Linked DNA regions of Zea mays: regions 1 and 2 are each linked to region 3. Evidence: chromatin contacts called from public Hi-C data. All regions are on one chromosome and are shown on one strand. The core of a region is the stretch at or near the end of the contact, and the rest is flanking DNA. Distances in the headings are between cores, read along the strand shown.

Region 1 (4,135 bases), core at 1,465-3,964, 310 kb before region 3:
GCGGAGACCTCCTCCCGAGGCCGACGCCTAAGGTCGGGCGAGGCGGAGCTTCCTGTTGCGCCCGAGGCTGAACTCGGCTGTTGTCAGCCTTACCCGGGTGGGTGGCACAGCAGTCGGAGCGGGGCGAGCGGCGCTGTTTTCCTGTCAGGTCGGTCAGTGAAAGGGCGAAGTGACCGCGGTCACTTCGACCTTGCCGACTGAGGCGCGCGTGTCAGGATAAGGTGTCAGGCGATCCCCTCATTAAATGTGCATGCGATACGGTCGGTTGGTGAGGCGATTTGGCCAAGGTTGCTTCACGACGAAGCTTGCCCGAGCTGGGCTTCGAGCGAGCCGAGGGTGCGCCCACTGCCTGAAGAGGCCCTCGGGCGAGGCGTGAATTCGTCCGGGACTACTGTTCCCGCCCGAGGCCGGGCTCGGGCGAGGCGAGATTGCGTCCCTTGGTAGACGAGGCCTTGACCTGAACCGTGCCCATCAGTCTTTGCGGTTTGTGCTGAGGGTGCTTACCAGCCGTGTTTAGGAGTGTTGGGGGTACCCCTAATTACGGTACCCGACACAGGCTCACAACTGCATTGGATGAAGGTTTCGCGCCCGCGTAGCTCAAGCCATCGGTACATGTAGCCGTACACAACACGTGTCGTACGCTGAAGCGCACGGGTCGCGCGAAGCGCGGGGGAGGCCTCAATCCCTCGGCTTTTAATAAAAGAGAATATGTGTGTCATCTAGTTATAGTAGAGTTTGTTTGGTTGTCTGGTTGTCAAGTGACTAAAATTTAGTTTCTATCTTGTTTAATTGCATGAACTAAAAATATTCATAACACATTAAATAACTTGTAAAATAACTTGTAAGAAGACTAAAATATTTCTTAACATTCTTCGGTCATTAGTGTAACTAAAATAAATGAGAGACAAAAGGTAGAATTAATATTATTTAATTTCTTTTAGTTATTCCTTAAGGGACTAGAAACTAAAACAGTTTAATCTTTGTTTTAGTCACAATTGCCTCAAACCAAACAAGCCTTAATGTCAGGGATTTGCATGAGAGCAAATTTACTCTATATCTATCTACTACACAAAATAAGAATACTATAATAATGAATGAAAAGTAACTACTACAGTTACGACAAACGAAGTATTTTAGGAGATACAAAATACTTGGATTCGTAGAAGAAAGAAAAAACGATTAGTCAAAAAGATTAGAGCAACTCTAGGAGATTATCCAAACTTACTGATTTAGCTACTCTCTAAAATAGATTTTAGAAAAGAGTAGACTTGTCCAATAAACTATGTAAATTCAGAACTCTTTATGGTAAGTAAAGCATGCTATCTAATAATAGAGAGTGAATGTATATGGATGGAGAGATACTAAATTTGAAGAGCTATTTACAGAGTCTATTGGAGATGTTTTTTCTTTATTAATAGTCAAATTTACCTTTACAAACCGATATGACTAGTCGCTTAGAGTTACAAGTTTACTGATTTAGCTATTCTTTAAAATATATTCTACAAAAAAGGAGTAAGATTAGTCCAACTGACTTTGTAAATCCAGAACTCTGTATGACGAGTCAAGCATGTTATCTAAAACTAAAGAGCAAAGGTGTAGAGACTCATAGCTACTGAATTTGAAGAACTATTTACATACTCTATTGGAGACATTTTTCTTCTTCTAATAATAGCCAAATTTACCTTTACAAAACGATTTAGCTAATATCTTTGAGTTGCTTAGCAATAACGTGCAAACGGCCATGCAAGGCACTGTTTATAGAATAGAGTTTGAAATGAAGAGTGAGATATGGTGCAACAGAGAAGCTACTCGTAGGGATGGAGCACGGGCTCCAAGCAGCCACGGCAAGATAAACTCTCCCAAGCTTTCTGTTTACAACAACAACAACAATAATATTTTTTTACAAACTTAATGAAAATTATTAATGAAGTTCCATGTTTACAACTAAGATAATTATGAGATATTTTAACACATAACTTGTATTACAAGTCTAGCTCTAACTTTTTAAAAATGAAACTAGTGGTCAATTTTATTAAATTCATGAAGTTTTTCAAATAGCGCTTTGCAAACACTGTTTTTATACCTACTCATAAAGTTGCATGAAAATTATGCATCATGCCACTGGTTACATAGCATAGCGTTTAGATTGTCTCGTGACAGCCACTAATCATCAAGGGTAATCAAGAAAACTTACACAATTTGATTTGTGTTACAGAAGCTAGAGTCCATGTGCAAAGAAACACTCATCAAACCCACTTTAATAATTTATTGAAGTTGTTTTATGGTGAAGCTGAAAATCCCAAACTAAAATTCTTGAAATAAAATCCTTCCAACATGCCGTACATAACTAATTGTACAGTTAAGATTATATTTCCCCATTCCAATTTACAATTCATATTTTTATCACAAGTTTTGACCAACTCGTCTTATTTAAAAAATTTCATAATTGTACTGTAATATTGTTTAGCATATAATATATTTTAAATATGACTTTAAGTTTTTTTTGCAAAAAAATTTAAAATACGAGCCGGTTAAAATTGCTATGGAAAAGTCAAATGAACTATGAATTAGTATCATCAACTAACGAACGAAAAAGCAGGCGATCCAAGTTAAGTTCCCGCGCAAACCCGGGAACCCGGCAAGAGATGAGGAGTGGCCCACCTGCCAGCGTTACCAGTCTACCGGGCCCCGCGCCCGCGAACCCGCCTGCGAGGCTTTCCCCTTCCTCGGCTGCGTCTCCCTCATCTCCGTCTCCTCCGCACTCGACCGACCCCGACTAGAAACACTTTTGCGAGCCGCCCCCTGCCCCCGCGCCCTATTCCCACCCGCCGCCACCCCACCCCACCCCCCCGCGGCGGCCCTCCCCCAATCCGACGGCTCCTGCGCGCGCCACGTCGCCGTCGTCTTCCTCCCCCCATCCACTATTTACCCTCCACACCCGCTCGCCCTCCCTTCCTCACAACTTCCCCCCTTTTCCGTCCCGTCCCCTCCCTCGTCGCCGCGCGCGCTAGGGTTAGGGTTTCGCCGCATCCCGGCCGCTCCGCCCGCCTGGGGTCGTTCCGGTGAGTGAGCTTCACTTCGCTCCTTGTGTACTGCGCCTCCTCTTAATTCCTTCCACCCCCCTGTTGCTAGGAGGTAGTGGATTGGGGGCTAGGGTTTTAACTGCTTTGGCTTTTGCTATTTTTTTTTGTCTCGGCGGCGTAGGTGGGAAGCCATGGCGATCGTGAGGACCGGAGGCGGCGTCCGCCTCCCCAGGCTTGACGGCGGCGCGGAGGCCTCACTGGAGGCCACGGAGGACGAAGACGAGGAGGAGGAGGGGTCACGGGCAACGCCGTCGCATGAGTCCGATGCCGACGGCTTCTCCGCCGAGGAGGAGAACGGCGGAGGAGGAGGAGACGATGAGCCAGAGGCGGAGGAGGAGGAAGAGGAGTTCGAGGAAGAGGAGGACGAGGGGGACTCGGGGATGGGCTCCGACGAGCTGGACGTTGCGGAGCTGGGCGAGCCCAGCACGGAGATGTGCCAGGTCGGGGACCAGAGCATGGCCGTGCCGTTGGAGCTCTACGACCTCGATGGTCTCGGTGACGTGCTCTCACTCCACGCCTGGAATGACCTGCTCAGCGATGACGAGCGTCTGCGCCTCGCCGCCTTCCTGCCCGATATGGACCAGGAGACCTTTGCGCGCACACTCGTCGAGCTCCTCGCGGGGCAAAACTTCCACTTCGGGAGCCCCCTCGCCGATTTCCTCAAGCGCCTCAAGGGCGGGCTGTGTGACCCGAGGGTCAATCTGTACCGCCGCGGCATTCGCTTCGTGGAGCGGCGCAAGCATTACTACTGGCTGCAGAGCTACCACAACTCCATGGTACGGAGGCTCCGGGAGATTAAGGATTGCTGGAAGGGCCGCGAGGGATACAGCCTTGATGAGAGGCTGAGGATGTTGGACACGATGAAGGCAAAGCAGCAGCACCAACAACAACAGCAGAGAAAAGCTCTAGATTTCACAAGGCGGGCTGGGTCGGAGACTGATTCAGAGAGCAGGGGATCTGGGGAACAGGTCTTAGCTCGACCCAAGCACGATAAGAGTAGGCAGAAGAAGGCAGGGAAGTTAGCGAAGGAGAAGTCGAAGGGGCTGTTGCGG
Region 2 (4,346 bases), core at 1,367-3,866, 330 kb after region 3:
TCTCCAAGTTAAGCGTGCTCGATTTGGAGCAATTTGGAATGTGTGACCGACCGGAAAGATTTTCTCGGGTGCGCATGAGTGAGGAAAAAGTGTGCACAAAAGACTCGTGTTGGTCTATTAGGACAACATATGATCCTAGCGAACTGCCAGGAGTAAGTACCGTTGGTCAAGGGATTGAACGGGGTGTTACAAGTGGTATCAAAGCTGACCCTCGCGGTTTCACGGGCATGTGTGGGTTAGGGGTTCAGGTATATGGTGCATGGCGCATGTGGGCCCAGAGTGGTCACATGGCATGTCATATGACGACACTAGACACACAGACGTGGCTAAGAGGGAAGGTTCCTGTATTGAGGTGACCGACGAGGACGTCGGTCTTCTAAGGGGGTGGATTGTGATATCCTGGCCTCTGGGATGGTGATATCCTGTCCCAAGGCTTAATAGAATTAATAGAGTATCCATACCAACAAGGTGCATCTTCTTTTTCGAAAGTCTATCTCGAAAAAACCTCCAAGTTAAGCGTGCTTGGTTTGGAGCAGTTTGGAATGGGTGACCGACCGGGAAGTTTTTCTCAGGTGCACATGAGTGAGGAAAAAGTATGCACAAAAGACTCGTGTTGGTCTGTAGGGACAACATATGATCCTAGCGAGCTGCCAGGAGTAAGTACCGCCGGTACAGGGATTGAACGGGGTGTTACAAGTGGTATCAGAGCCGACCCTTGCGGTTTCACGGGCGTGTGTGGGTTAGGAGGTCGGGTATATGGCGCATGGCGCATGTGGGCCTGGAATGGTCACATGGCATGGTATATGACGACACTAAACACCCATACATGGCTAAGAGGGGAGGTTCCTGTATTGGGGTTGACCGACGAGGACGTCGGTCTTCTAAGGGGGTGGATTGTGATATCCTGGCCCCTGAAATGGTGATATCCTGTCCCAAGGCTTAATAGAATTAATAGAGTATTTATACCAACAAGGTGCATCTTCTTTTTCGAAAGCCTATCTCGAAAGAATCTCCAAGTTAAGCGTGCTTGGCTTGGAGCAATTTGAGATGGGTGGCCGACCGAGAAATTTTTCTTGGGTGCACATGAGTGAGGACAAAGTGCGCACAAAAGACTCGCGTTGTTCTGTGGGGACAATATATAATCCTAGCGAGCTATCAAGAGTAAGTACCGCTAGTGCAGGGATTAGACGGGGTGTTACAACCACCTGCTAACGTGGCTGATAGCCATTGGATGTCCATCACATCGGACTGTCCTGACACTCTGCGCGGACCGTCCGGTGAATTATAGCCGAGGGAGCCCGACTGAACCCGAGAGCAGCCTCTTCGGCCGTACAATCGCCGGACTATGCGGTGCACACCGGACTGTCCGGTGGGTGGCACTAGACTGTCCGGTGCTGCCGAGACCAGCCCAACTTTCTTTCTTTTGAGACAAACTTCTTTGGCTCCTTTTGACTTGACTTCATATAGTCTCTAGCACTTAGACAAATATGATTAGTACCTAAAACAATTGACTAAGTGCAAGGAGCATACCTTTTTCACTTGGAACCACATCGATTTGTAGTATTCCCATTTTCGAGCGTAAAATGCCTTTTTCTCGATTTGCTTTAACTACATGTGCTCATGCTAATGCAAGATGATGTTAGTCCAAAAATAACGTGTTGAACATTTAATCAGCAAAACGAAATAGAAATCACCCAAGGACACATTTCCCTTTCAAAGTCTCCAACCATTCACCCTATCTAGCTCCCCTATATACTACAATTCAGTTATTTGATATTTTTTCATCATTACTTGAAGTTTTAAAAAACATACACTATTTGTATTACTACAATACACATCATTTCTAGATTACGATACTTAAAAGGGATTAATATCACAAAGTAATACATTAATTAAAGCGTGGGAGTAGATTGAAACTCACCCGGTATGGGGTAGGTTGTGGAGAGAACCGTCGTTGAAGGTTTTCACCCTAAATATCACCCACATCACCCACCTAGGGTTGGGGAGGTATACAGAACACCCTTGGAGGTGGCCTAAGGTGGCTCGATTTATTTGAGGCCCCTTTGGAACATAGGAAAAGTTTTTGAATTTTGAAGGATTAGAACCATATAGAAAATTTTCCTATGTAGCCATTTGAAATAAAGGATTGAGTTACTACAAATTCTATAAAATTCCTTTATGATGACTCATTCTAGTAAGATTTTGGAGGATTTATATCAAGAGATCCAACCTCTTGGAAACTTTTCTTTGTGTCTATCTCTCTCCTCTAATTCCTATGTTCTTCTTGTGTTGCATCTAAACACTCTATTCAAAAGTTTTTCTGTATTTTAAATTTCTATAGAACTATAATTGTCATGCAACTCTATTTCTACGTTTTTTTATTCATACATTTTACCAATCCTAGGAGGCCTGAATTTCAGCGAAAGAGAACCCACTGCGTATGCCACCCATCTCTTGTTTAAAAACCGACGCGTCTGAGTTGTACCCAAAAGCCGTGGGTTGTTGAATATCAGCCCGGCCCATATCGGATCGGGCTGGCCCACGGTGACGCCACGAGTGATGCACAGCGGTGGGTGGGGTCGCCGGCTCCCCGCTTTGGTCGTCGTAGAGGAAGTGAAGTGAAGGCGGGCGGGCAGGGCACGGCATGACCAACCCCGCACGCCGGATGGGTGGGTCGCGGACTCGTACGGCCCCGCAAAAAACCGGATTTGATAGCGGCCGATACGTCCGCCGCGGCGGCTGAATAGGAGAGAGAAACCGCCCCCCCTCTCTCCTCACCCTTTCTCGACGAACCCGTCCCACAAGCACGCGCGACGCGAGCCAAGGAAGACGAGAGCGAGGTGGAGAGAGAGAGAGAGAGGAAAACCCTGCCCCGTCCAGGCAGCCGTCGTCGACGCAAACGGCGGAGGCCACAGAGACGCCACGCGAGGGAGCCCCGCCGCAGCAGCACCCGCGCCGTCCCAATTCGGCGCCCCGATCGCCGGATCTCCTCGCCGGCGCCGGGGCCCTCGATCGCCCTCTCCCCATGCCCGTGCCCCTCCGGGGGTTTCATTGCGCGGGCGCCGGCCATGTCGGACCTCGCTTCCAGCTGCAAGGTATACGTCCGCCCGCGCCCAATTCGCCACCCGATCTCCGCCGATTCCCCTCGAATTTCCCGGATGATTTGGCTGGGCTCGTGGGATTCCCGCCCCTGCCGCCGCTCCGCTGCCCGCTGCCGCCCGGCGGTTATTTCCACGCCGATGTTTAGATGGATTGGCTGAGAGCTCGGATCCTACTTTTTTTGCGCTTGCTGGCACCAGTGCATTCTTTCCAAATGCGGAATCGCGTGGCCGGCGGTTCGGCCTCTTAGATCGCTGCCCGCTGTCGTCAAGCCCCGAGTTTTGGAGCTGCGTGCTGTTGTTGGGGTAGGTGTTCTATGCTGTCTTAGCCGCCGAATCAACTCCTCATGGATTGTACTAATTGATAGGCTAGTGTTGGATTCTTCTGTTGCATGACGCAGTACTCACTTAAGCTGCTCCTAGCTTGCGCATGGCTAACTGAGACCGTGTTACCCATAGTTTACCCAAAACACTGTATTTTCCCACTATATGCAGAGTGGAGTTTGAATATGGGTATGAATATGGTTAAGCTGCTGGAGATATTTTTTCTGAAATGTTTCTTTTTGTTCTATGGATTAACCATGGCAAGTGTGGCGGTGTACTTCAAGCACGCAACATGTAACAGTCGCTCTTGAAGATCTCACATGTTGATTCTTTCCCTGTTCGTCACAGGATAAACTTGCGTATTTTAGAATAAAGGAGCTCAAAGATATCTTAAATCAGCTGGGGTTACCGAAGCAAGGAAAGAAGCAGGTCAGCAAGTGTTTTGCTCTTATTTTTGCTGTGGGGCACTTTGTTCTCCCGGATATGTAGGATCACAACTGATTAGAGGCATGTCATATGAGCCTCCAGGGTGAGCTAGTCATCTGCCCGTACATCATTGTTGGGTCTGTCTCCTGTCGTGCTGTGCACAACTTGTTTTGGCAGTAACCATGGGTTTGCAGGACAAGCCTCAATTCATCAGTGTTGCAATATCAGAAATCAGAACTATCTTCTTTTTTTTTGTTTCCTTGAACACGTTCAGAATCTCATCTTCACTGCACGTGCCTCAGCTTTGCACTTGATGGTATCTGATCTGTTTTCGTAATCGTTGATCGCAGGACCTTGTTGACAGGGTATTGGCTATTTTATCAGATGAGCAAGGTATGTTGGTCTTTGCCCCCACCCCCCAAATATTGTTGTCTTTAACTGCTGCATTTTTTATGCTTCAATATTGGTTAGTATTACTTTTCAGTTGTGCTCAAGCCA
Region 3 (4,167 bases), core at 576-3,075:
CTGTCGAAGACCACTGTAGTGTTGTCTACCCGGACCTCCTTGACAGGCCCGAACCGGCTAAAGGCCGTGGCCAGGTGACGTGCGGAAGGCACGGCGTGTGCGCTGCTGAAGTTGAGCACGAGCCCGGCCCCAGCCCAGGCTTCGTGGTCACCACTGTCGTCCTTGCGCGTCGGAGGAAGCTGCTCGTGTGCTGCCACTACCGCGCACCTTACCATGTGTGGCGCTGGCAGTACAGCCGTCGGAGGTGGAGGAGCGCAGTTGCTGCCGTTGGCCGCCGTGGCCCTGACCCTGAGGACCACCGGCGAGAGCGACATGTTCTGCGCGGCACGGCTCATGAGCTTCCCGATCCTCGTGGGCGTGGGCGTCTGCTGGGCCGGTGTGCCCAGCGGGAGATCCTCCAGCTCCAGCGCTTCGTAGTCGCCGGTGTCACAGGCTGCATTCCCTTTTGTCGCAGCGATGTGAGTGTTCCTGCTCACCCTCCTTTTGGCAGGAGCAGGACCATCAACTCCGGTCGACGGCGGCCTCCTCCGCTTGGCTTTGGCTCTCCCAGGGGCGGCGACGACGGCATCATCGATGCCGTGGACGACCGTGTACTCGGGAAGGCCCCTCGCCGAGCCCTTCCACCGGCCGAGCGCCCCGAGCTGCGCCGCGGCGACGGCGAGGTCCACTCTGTCGCCCCCGGCCCGCGGGCTGGTGGCCAGCGCGGAGAGGTACCCGAGGAGGGCCTCGGCCTGGAGCGCGCGCCTGGCGAAGGCCGCGTCCACCGCCGCCCCGGGCGCGCCGGCACGGACGCCGGCGTTGTCGATCGCCTGCGTGCTGGCGGTGGCCTCGTTGTCCCCGCCGCCTCCGCAGCAGCACGAGAGGCCGGCGAGCACGCGGCGCGCGACCTCGGCCAGCGCGGCGTCGACGGCGGCGGCGACGGGGGCCACGGCGGCGAGGCGCGGGAAGCCGGCGCGGAGCGGGAGCAGCGCCGCGGCGTCGGTCCACGCGAAGGTCCTGTCCCAGAAGTACGCGACGAGGACGGCGCGGCGCAGCCTGCGCCGCGCCCGCGCAACCGCCGACGCATCCGCCGCGTCGAACACCTGCCCTGGCCACCACGGGTGGTTCCTGACCTTGGCCCACACGAGGCGGCCGGGGGCCGCGACGCCGCCGCCGTCCTCGAACGCGCACGCGTACCTCGCGCGCTCGGGGACCGGCGCCTGCGCCTTCGCCTGCGGCGCCGCTGCCGGACGCGCGTGCCGGCGCGGGCTTCGGAGAAGCTCCGCCACGTGCGGGTGCATGACGCGCAGCCTCCCCGGGCGCCGCACCGTGGTCCCGGACCCGAAAGCAGCGTCCTTTCCGGGAAGCGGCGGCGACGCCATGTAGCGGGACACGCCTGGAAAGAAAGGAAGGGAGAGCGAAACGGAAGGAGCCGATCAGTGCGAGGGAGTAGTGGAGTGTCCTTGGGAGTTGGGACGTACACGACGCATGGAGAGAAGTAGGAAACTAACGTACGGACGGTGGAGGGCGGCGGCGATCGAGGCGCTTACCGAGGAGCGGCGGGGCTGGCGCGGTGCGGGCGGGCGTCCAGGGTGAGGCAACGTCGCGACGGGTGGCGGTGGAAGCCAGCGGTGGGGTTTTGGTTGAGGGTTTTTGGGAGGGAGGCGCGGCAGGCAGCAAGAAGAAGACAGGAGGAGATCAGGAGAAGGTGGGTGGAGGCGTGGAGCGGAATGTGGGTGATCGTGGGTAGGCAGGCAAGGGGGGTTCTTGCATGAACTACATGAGCTCTGTCTCTCACGTCTGCCGTGATGGTGTCCAGAGAGTGCTTTCATCTTCTTTTTCTGTCTCCTTGTTCTGCTCTTCCGTTCCAGAGAGGCAGTTACTGATCCTTGTGCAGGTTGCAGGAGCATCTGTCTGCCTCCTCTCATTACCATGTTGGTGTACACTGTACAGTACGTACGGCGGCGGGAGCGAAACCATTTGTCGTCATGCGTGCGATGCATGGAGCTGCGAGTAGTAGAGGGCCAGGGCCAGGGCCGGCCGGGACTGCAGCCTGCAGGTAGTCATGGAAAGAGAAGCAAATGCAAAACGATGGAGCAGCACTGTTTTTTCCCCTGTCTGCTCTGTCGATCGTAATTTCGTGTAATTTTCACCATCACGGTTCAGGTGACTGGCTAGCTGTTTCGTTCAGACTTGAGAGAGAGAGAGAGAGAGCAGCAGCAGCAGCATCTTTGTCTTAGCTCGATGGCTTCATGTTTCAGCAAGCATTGTTGACTGGTGCACCTCGATCGGTTCTTGTCACATTCTTCTCCAACATTATCATCTTCTCTCGAGCCGTGATTTATGCAAGTACTATATTGAGATGTAAACACGCATGGACTTGAATCGTTTTGCTTGTCGATCTTTGTGTCTTCATCCAATCCAACCTGTTTTATTAGTTCTTTAGACATCTCATTTCATTAATAAACGAACCGAGTCCTGTTTTTTCACACAAAACTGCATGCTTCTAGTTCTAGCCACTGCCGACAAACATTCTAAATGTCTTGTACAGTAACTGAATGTTTGTCGGCATTGGATTGGACAATGGAATTCATTCCGACTTGAACCTCTTCAAAGAAGAGTCGCCAGATTGGCCGTCTTTTTTAGGAGTTATAAACATTTGGGGTTCCTGTATTTCCACCTCATAAAAAAGCAGAAGTCTTTTTAAGAGTTAAACATAATTAATTTACGGTCTGTTCCCCCCCCCCCCCCCGAAGTAAGTAGCTAGCTAGGCCTCTCTGAACTGGAGTCCGAGGTCAGCCAGGTGCAAGATGAGCTGAAGAAGGCCAAGCTCCAGCTCCAGGAACTAGCCCGCTGTGGAGGAACAGGTAGACAAAACTAGCTGGAAGCATGATCGTCTTTGGCTGGTATATACTTCAATGGACCTTGTGTTGAGGAGCAGCTGCCTATTCTGTACCTTACACTACGAAGAATCTATGATCCATTCAACTGGAATCCCGTGTGTATATATATATATATGCTGTTCCTTCCATGTTTCTAGTCTTGATGTTTTTACTACTCGCCTTTGTCCAAAAAAGGTTACAAAAATCAAGAGAAGAAATGAATCATATTAGCTGGAATAGCTCAGTTGGTTAGAGCGTGTGGCTGTTAACCACAAGGTCGGAGGTTCAAGCCCTCCTTCTAGCGTTATTTTTTTCTATTATTTTTCAAATCATCCACCACCGGTGGTAAACAAGATGTTGTATATGATTTTTTTTTAAAAAAACAGATTATTAAAAAGGTAATCATAATTTCACATGTGCACTTAGACTGACTTAGAGGAAAAGATGTTTAGAGATGACACGTTAAGATATTATGTGAAAATGAAACAACTGAAGCCCAAGAAATCAGCAGACACATGCATGGACCGATCACTGACAGAGCAAACGCCCCTTGAACTGGCTTTGAATATAAACATCATCATATGACAGGTGCACTGTCTGCTTGCTCAACTTTTCAGCCATGGGTCAATATCTTTATAATACGATGCCTATCGTCACTCGTTGTTGGCTTCAGATTAAAATCGGTGTTCCGACTGCTGCAATTATAATTTATAAAAATAAAATATTTTATAGAAGCGGCGGCTACAGATTAAAGTCAAATCAAATTATATGAACATTGTATTACCCCATCCGTCTTACAGAGAGGAGAGGATCCATTGCAGAACTCCGTGCATGTCGGCACGTACGCTGCTCAGATCAGACAGTCATATCTGGATACCGTGTCGTCCAGATTCAGAGCATCCACCGTCCTGTCAGTCTACGGAAGACGATCTGCTAGTGCATGGCATGGTGTATGGTTGCTTCTTTCATTTCAGCATAGCAATGCAATGCTTGCTTGCGTTGCGTGCCGCCCATACTGTTTTGTTTTGTTTTGTCTCTTCCATCATATGATGATGATGATGATGGCTTTGTTTGTCCTGGAGGATCGGAGTATTTCACAGCCTGAATGCCAGCCATGTCCTTCTCTGTCACCCCACCCGTGTGACACTGGCATTGACAGATGCTCTTTTCCATTAGATAAGATGAAGATGTGTTCGCCTTCATCATCAGTGCTGTGGCCATGGATGGATCAACGCAACGGACCCACTCTACGACGTGGATGTACCATGTGCTAGGCCATCTTTTTGGTTGGTTTGGCACTTTGGCT

What was found. A called contact is a pair of places that touch in the nucleus more often than the background predicts.
Region 1: a contact with region 3 is called in a Hi-C map of bundle sheath, with 5 times the contacts expected there. The contact joins the promoter of LOC103635951 here to the promoter of LOC103637299 in region 3. A contact is called at or near these places in 3 of 25 Hi-C or Micro-C datasets (bundle sheath, root tip and tassel).
Region 2: a contact with region 3 is called in a Hi-C map of bundle sheath, with 4 times the contacts expected there. The contact joins the promoter of LOC103635939 here to the promoter of LOC103637299 in region 3. A contact is called at or near these places in 3 of 25 Hi-C or Micro-C datasets (bundle sheath, ear and tassel).

What each region holds. Positions count from the first base shown.
Region 1 is chr8:135,829,305-135,833,439 of Zm-B73-REFERENCE-NAM-5.0, reverse strand. LOC103635951 reads left to right here and starts at 2,714. Exons shown (of 2, transcript XM_008658319.4): 1 at 2,714-3,062; 2 at 3,205-4,135. The coding sequence starts at 3,215.
Region 2 is chr8:135,185,027-135,189,372 of Zm-B73-REFERENCE-NAM-5.0, reverse strand. LOC103635939 (E3 SUMO-protein ligase SIZ1) reads left to right here and starts at 2,616. Exons shown (of 17, transcript XM_008658309.4): 1 at 2,616-3,095; 2 at 3,771-3,851; 3 at 4,199-4,241. The coding sequence starts at 3,069.
Region 3 is chr8:135,515,148-135,519,314 of Zm-B73-REFERENCE-NAM-5.0, reverse strand. LOC103637299 reads right to left here and starts at 1,825. Exons shown (of 3, transcript XM_020543123.3): 1 at 1,530-1,825; 2 at 1-1,375. The coding sequence starts at 1,361. TRNAN-GUU (transfer RNA asparagine (anticodon GUU)) reads left to right here and starts at 3,092; the gene lies at 3,092-3,165.